Regions from separate parts of the Bos taurus genome. Here region 2 is linked to region 1. The links are chromatin contacts, called in public Hi-C maps. All regions are on one chromosome and are shown on one strand. The core of a region is the stretch at or near the end of the contact, and the rest is flanking DNA. Distances in the headings are between cores, read along the strand shown.

Region 1 (3,358 bases), core at 386-2,885:
AGAGAGAACACTGCTCAGAAAATACTGGATGGAGGAGAGGCAGGTCTTCCCATCTGTTGAATGACACTGCCTACAATACTGCCACTCTTAGAAGACTACACATCCTTCCAGCCTTTAGAAAATCAAACCATGAGGGGAAGAGAGGGCAGAGGAGGGGAGGACATCCGACTTAAGAAAACAGACATGAAAAAATTAAGGCAGTAAGAAATAAAGTGAAAGAACAAGGAAGGACTAGACCAAAAAAGACCAAAAAGAGACAAAAAATAAAATATAAGAAAAGAAGTGTGACTAGCAAAAAAGAAAACTGGGGCTAAATTTTAAAAGAATGAAATGTAGTGTTTTGAGGTAAAGGAGACAAAAGAGGCTAAAAACAAAAACCAAAAATACAGCAGCATGCAAATAAATGTGATTAAAAGATGTTTTAAATTAAAAGACAATAAATATTCTCCCCAAAAATAAAAGTTAAGTGATGGCTTTGTTAGAGGGAATCCATTTACAGTGTTTACATTATGTATATTAGATCATCACAGTTGTATATTTTAAATATCTGACAATTTTGTCAATTATACCTCAATAAAAATGAGAAATGAAAAAAAAAAAAAGGTGATCATGTTAAAATGAGACCAGGAAGGTGGAGCTCTAGTCCATTTTGACTAATATCCTCATAAGAAGAGGAAGAGACATCAGGGATGCAGGTGTGCAGAGAAAACAACGTGAAGAGGCAGCAAGGGGACCACCTGCGAGCCAAGGAGAGCGGCCTCAGAGGGAGCCATCCACCTACACCTTGGTCTTGGTTCTCCCAGCCTCCAGAACTCTGACAATATAAATTTTTGTTGTTTAAACCCCTTCCCTGAATTAAAAGACTACGAAGGTAAGCATTTTAAAAATTAAGCTTTCTAACCAGTTTTGGCTCTGAAGTCTTAGAATAACCAAGTGTTTCTAGAAGAAAACTTTCTGTTCCGAACTCAGGATAATCATGAGGAAAGAACCTGGCAGGAGGCAACTTTCCCCTGGGTAAAGGTGAGTTAGGAATGCTGATAAAAGGCTGTCCAGTGTTGATAATAGATCCAAGTACCTGGTAGTGATTCCAGGAAAACAGTGACTACCTGGAAGAGATCCTGGTGCCAATAAAAAGGACTGCGCTCAGTCGCTCAGTTGTTTCTGACCTGTGACACCATGGACTACAGCCCGCCAGGCTCCTCTGTCCATGAAGTTTTCCAGGCAAGGATACTGCAGTGGGTTGCCATTTCCTACTCCAACGCATTTTCTTAACCCAGGGACTGAACCTGCGTCTCCTGCACTGGCAGGTGGATTCTTTACCACTGAGCCACCTAGAAAGCTCCTTAACATTTTTTTTTTTTAATAATGAAATATAGGATGAAAACAAAATGTAGCTGAAGAGGGCACCAGGCGACCTGACATGAATTTTTAAATCCCATTTAAAACACCTATAAAGACACACACAAGAAAAGAGCCTACTTCAGACAGTAATATATTACTAAAATCTGGGAGAAAGTTCCACTAACTAGTGTGAAAGAAGACACAGTTCAGTGGCCAACCGCAGCCCCACCTACCTCTGAAGGGTAAGAGCACAGCTGCCAGGAAGTGCGTGGGAAGAAGGTGCAGCCCTTCACCTCTCTCCACCCCCAGCCCAGGGTTCCTGGGTTTGCAGCAATCAGGAAACAGGCAGCCAGCCCCACACTGGGTGAGCCCTGACAGCCACGATCCCTTCCCCATCCAGAAGTTCTATATCCATTCAGAGGCTACAATCCTAGTCAGTAAAACTTCACAGCAAGTAGAGAAAGGACTGGCACTGGCAACAATTTACTCCAAGAAATAAAATAATATGAAGAAGAGCATTGATTTGGACACATCCTTAGTTATTGAAAGACAATACATGTAAGAACCAAGTAAGATGGGCTTCCCTGTTGGCTCAGACAGTAAAGAATCTGCGTGAAATATAAGAGACCTGGGTTCAACCCGTGAGTTGGGAAGATCCCCTGGAGGAAGGCAAGGCAACCCATTCCGATATTCTTGCCTGGAGAATCCCCAGGGGCAGAGGAGCCTGGTAGGCTACAGTTCATGGGGTCACAAAAAGTCAGACACGACTGAGTGACTAAGAACACACAAGATGGGAATAAAGAGACATCATGCTAAGAAGGAAACAGAAGAAACTCAGGTAAGATTCCAAGGAAACTCAAAAATGTAACAGCACACCTGACACTGAAGTGAAGTCACTCAGTCGTGTCCGACTCTTTGTGACCCCATGGACTGTAGCCCACCAGGCTCCTCAATCCATGGAATTTTCCGGGCAAGAGTACTGGAGTGGGTTGCCATTTCCTTCTCCAGGGGATCTTCCCAACCCAGGGATTGAACCCAGGTCTCCTGCATTGCAGGCATACGTTTTACCGTCTGAGCCACCCTGACATTAGCGCTTGAGAAAAACATCAGAATTAACATGACCAGAAAAGCTGAATTCATAATAAGGAAGTTACATTCAAGAAGTTACATTCAAGTCTTCCCTTGAAGACTGGCCCAGTGGCCCAGTGGTTAAGACTCCATCTTCCAATGCATGGGGTGCATGTTTGATCCTTGGTTGATCACAGAACTAAGATTTCACATGTTATGTGGTGTGGCCAAAAGTTAACAAAAGTTTTCCCATACTGTACAATAAAAGAGCAAAAACAGAGTAAATGACAAATGCCAATTTCAGAACTAAGATCTAACAAACCTGATCATCATAACTGCTGTTAAACTGAAGACAAGACAAAACAGAATTATACTAGAAGAAAACAAAATTGAAAAAAGACAAAAATGTACACCATCTTCCGGATCTATTCACCAACCCTCACTGGCAAAAACTTTTTATTACAGGGGGAGAAAAAAAATCCCAGTACCCTAAAACAGTATACCCATAAATGACAATAAATTTCCCAAGACAAAAGAATAATAACAATAAATTCCTGGGAAGCACTGAGTGTAATCCAAGACCTCTAAAACCAGGAATTCCCTGGCAATTCAGTGATTAAGACAGCTCTTTGACTGCTAGGGGCGCTGGTCAAGGAACTAAGATCCCACAAGCCATGTGGTATGGCCAAAAACAAACAAACAAACAAAAACTTTACAGCCAATCAAACTCTGTGAAGACAGAGGAAGTCATTATGTATTTGGAAAGAACCCAGATGTTACATAATCCACATAGCCTTCCTGAAACATTAGTTAAAGATATATTACATTTTATCAAAAAACAAATCCAAATTATCTAGGAAAAAAAGTGTATTAGGAAAGACAGTATGCAATTAATTAGATTTAGTTAGATTTAGATGAACTCCGGGAGTTGGTGATGGACAGGGAGGCC
Region 2 (3,373 bases), core at 862-3,361, 61 kb before region 1:
TTGTGTATGAAATATTGTAGAGATAATGTTGACCTTGGATGATGGTGTTTTCCTCCACAGGGGATTTTCTATTGCGTTTTGAAGCTGTTCTTCAGTCCTTGAGACAGCTTGTCTATTTCCCTTTACCAGTACTCCTAAGAGGTAGCACTTTAGGGTGCCAACTACAAGTCTAGAGTGTCTACCAGCTCCTCCTTCTTAGCAGATCCCTAAACTCCAGTTTTTTGTCTCTCCAGCCTGATGAGATGCCTAAAGCCCTGCTTATTTTCTCACCCTTCCAGTCATTGCTTTGGAATTATCAAATGCTTCATGGGAGAGGGGTGCCATTCTGGGCCGCCCTTCTTGCCAGGATCTCAGTGGTTCAAGTTCTTGCTGCTTTTGAAACCCTCTGATGTTTCAAGTAGAGGACTATCTGATTTAAAAATTTTTCCCAACTTTCTCAGTGAGAGTATTGATCACATATAGACTAACTCATCATTGCCAGAAGCAAAACTCTAAGTAATGACATGATCTAATTTAGATTTTTTAAAAGATCACTCTAGTTGCCTCAAAAATAAGAGATGTGGAATTGAGGAGGAAGAGGGATGGTAGCAGATAGCCTAGTTAGGGAGCTATCACAATAATCCAGACAAGAGAGAATGGTAGTTGTGGTCATGTGGAAATAGAGACAAGTGATCAGATTTTGGATATGTTTTGAAGGTAAAGCCAAGAGGATTTACTTATAAAATGGATGAGGGGTATGAGAGAAAGAGAGGAGTCAGTGTTGACCCCAAGGCTTTTGGCTTGAACCACTTACTTTGCCAACAAAGGTCCATCTAGTCAAGGCTATGGTTTTTCCAATAGTCGTGTATGTGAGAGTTGGACTGTGAAGAAAGCTGAGCGCAGAAGAATTGATGCTTTTGAACTGTGGTGTTGGAGAAGACTCTTGAGAGTCCCTTGGACTGCAAGGAGATCCAACCAGTCCATCCTAAAGGAGACCAGTCCTGGGTGTTCTTTGGAAGGAATGATGCTAAAGCTGAAACTCCAGTACTTTGGCCACCTCATGTGAAGAGTTGACTCATTGGAAAAGACTGATGCTGGGAGGGATTGGGGGCAGGAGGAGAAGGGGATGACAGAGGATGAGATGGCTGGATGGCATCACCGACTCGATGAACGTGAGTTTGAGTGAACTCCGGGAGTTGGTGATGGACAGGGAGGCCTGGCGTGCTGCGATTCATGGGGTCGCAAAGAACTGGACACGACTGAGCGACTGAACTGAACTGGAAGGATGGAAATGCCATTTACTGAGGTGGGGAAACTTGCTGGGACTGCATTTATGAAGGATGATCAGGAGATGAGTTCTGCTCGTTGAATTTGAAATGCTAATTTGGCATCCAACTGGTGATGCCAAGTGTATACTTCAATGTATGAGTTTGAAGTTCAGAGAATGGTTGGAAGCTGGAGATAAAAATTTTGTGGTCATGAGCATACGGATGTAATTAAAACCACAAGACCGGATGAGAGCACCTTGAAAGTTAAATATAGAGAAGACTGTAGGGCTGGTATGCGGGCTTAAAAATATTTATCCATCTCTTGCCTTCACGTCCTCCTCTCAGTGTGGGAAGGTACCAGATGCTCCAGGCAACTTCCACGTGCTGTACAGCAGCCCTGATCTGAGTCTCATCACCTCTCCTGACCCGCCCAAGGGAAGGGATCGTGAAGCTCTGGCTGGTAGCTCCTACGCATTTTCATTAATGTAGGGCTCAGATTTGCAACACTCAGATGCTCAGCAGGTGCGTAACTGGCTGACGCAGCCGGTCCTCCAGTCAGAAGGGTGGTGCTGTGGGTCGCCTGCAGATTGCCCGGGGCCGGCCGCCGGGCCCCCCGCCAGGCTGCACCTTCTCCCTCTCAGCTGCAGAGGGCGCGCGCGAGGCACTCGGCGCTCAGGAACCCAAGGGAGCTCAGAGCGGGGCAGGGGAGAGGCGGGGCCGGACGTGGGGCGGGGCCAGGCGGCCTGGAGGCCCCCGGCCGCAGTCTGTGCGCAGCTCCGGGCAGAGCGGGTGGCATCCTCGCGCCGGCTCGAGGCAGCTGGAGGCGGGGCCGTTACCCGCCGGGAGCTCCGAGCGAGCCGGGTGGCAGGCAAGAAAAGCACGCCCGAGCGCCATGATTCCTCTCGAGAAGCCGGGCAGCGGCGGCTCTTCCCCGGCCGTCGCCTCCGGCTCGGGTCGAGCTGGCCGGGGTCTGAGCACGCCGCGCCGGCCGCCGCCCCCGACCCAGGCCCGCGGGCTGCTGACGGAGATCCGCACCGCCGTGCGCACCGAGCACTTTCAGGACGCCTACACCCTGACCCCCGGCCGGGAGTTGGGCAGGTGAGGCCGGCGGGCGCGCGCAGATAAGTGCGGGAGGCTGGCGGCGCGGGGGCAGATAGCGCGCCGGGACCGGGTACAGACGTGGGTGCGGGCGGCGATTAGGGCGGCGGGGCCCCCTGGCCACGAGTCCACGCGCGGCGTCCCCCAAAGCCGTGGTATCGGCCATGAGAAAGGCTCCCCCCAGAACCTTGACCCCTCCCTCTCTCTGCTGCGGGCGTCTCAGCCTCTGTGGTCCCTTGTGCGGTAACTTAACGAGGCGGCGTGGGAACCGCGCTGCGAACCTTTCCCCGCAGCAGCGAGTCTGAAGTCAGCACAGGTGTGGAGTCAGCTTTGGTTTTGCCTGTGGGTTCCTGCTTCTCCCTCTGTGGCTGTGACAGACGAGCGCAGAACCCCGAGCGTGACAGCTTCTTTCGCACCAACCCTGGGCCAGTTTCCGTCAGCCGCTTTCTGCTGACTTCAGTTGCGATTTCTTGGGTTTGTGCTGTTTGCATTCTGAAATATTTAGGGCCGTGTGCTTTTTTAAGTTCAGATCGGTTTCACTTGTGGACTCTGGGCCCTTGTCTGACTCTTTCTACGCCGTGATTCAGCCCTTGCTTTTCTTCCCCATCTCGTTGTTGTTTTGTCGGGGTAGGGAGTGCTTAGAATTTGGTCTGCTTTTAAAATCGCAAAAGGTGAAGGCTGTTTGGATACTTTACGTCTTGTACGTTGAAGAGGGGTCACAGAGTGATAGGTTTTGTTGTTTGGTCGTAAAGTCATGTCCGACTCTTTTGCGACCCCATGGACTGTAGCCCACCAGGCTCCTCTTGTCCATGAGATTTCCCAGGCAAGAAAACTGGAGTAGGGTATTTGCCATTGCCTTCTGCAGGGGATCTTCCCGACCAGGGATTGAACCAGCATCTCCGTGCAGGCGGATTTTTCTCTCTTGCTTGCCTTTTTTTTTTTTTTTTTTTTTTAACTGCTGACCGACGAGGGAACAGTAGAGGTCTGGGGACCGACTTTTTCTCTAAGAACAGAGAAAAAAGACAATT

The links. Hi-C and Micro-C count contacts between places; a contact is called where the count stands out from the background.
Region 2: a Hi-C map of liver shows a contact between it and region 1, with 2.0 times the contacts expected there. The contact joins the promoter of STK17A here to the enhancer-like site in region 1. A contact is called at or near these places in 3 of 11 Hi-C or Micro-C datasets (liver, skin fibroblasts and an unstated tissue).

What each region holds. Positions count from the first base shown.
Region 1 is chr4:77,452,253-77,455,610 of ARS-UCD2.0, reverse strand. All of the region lies in intron 2 of COA1 (cytochrome c oxidase assembly factor 1), which reads right to left. Among named protein-coding and RNA genes, the nearest start is that of STK17A, 61 kb to the left of the region's middle. Within about 2 kb of position 1,635, at least 27 of the 102 cell types and tissues checked have an H3K27ac peak or open chromatin away from gene starts, as enhancers often do. A contact at or near this core is called in liver, where this site is marked.
Region 2 is chr4:77,513,840-77,517,212 of ARS-UCD2.0, reverse strand. STK17A (serine/threonine kinase 17a) reads left to right here and starts at 2,111. Exons shown (of 7, transcript NM_001083422.1): 1 at 2,111-2,345. The coding sequence starts at 2,140.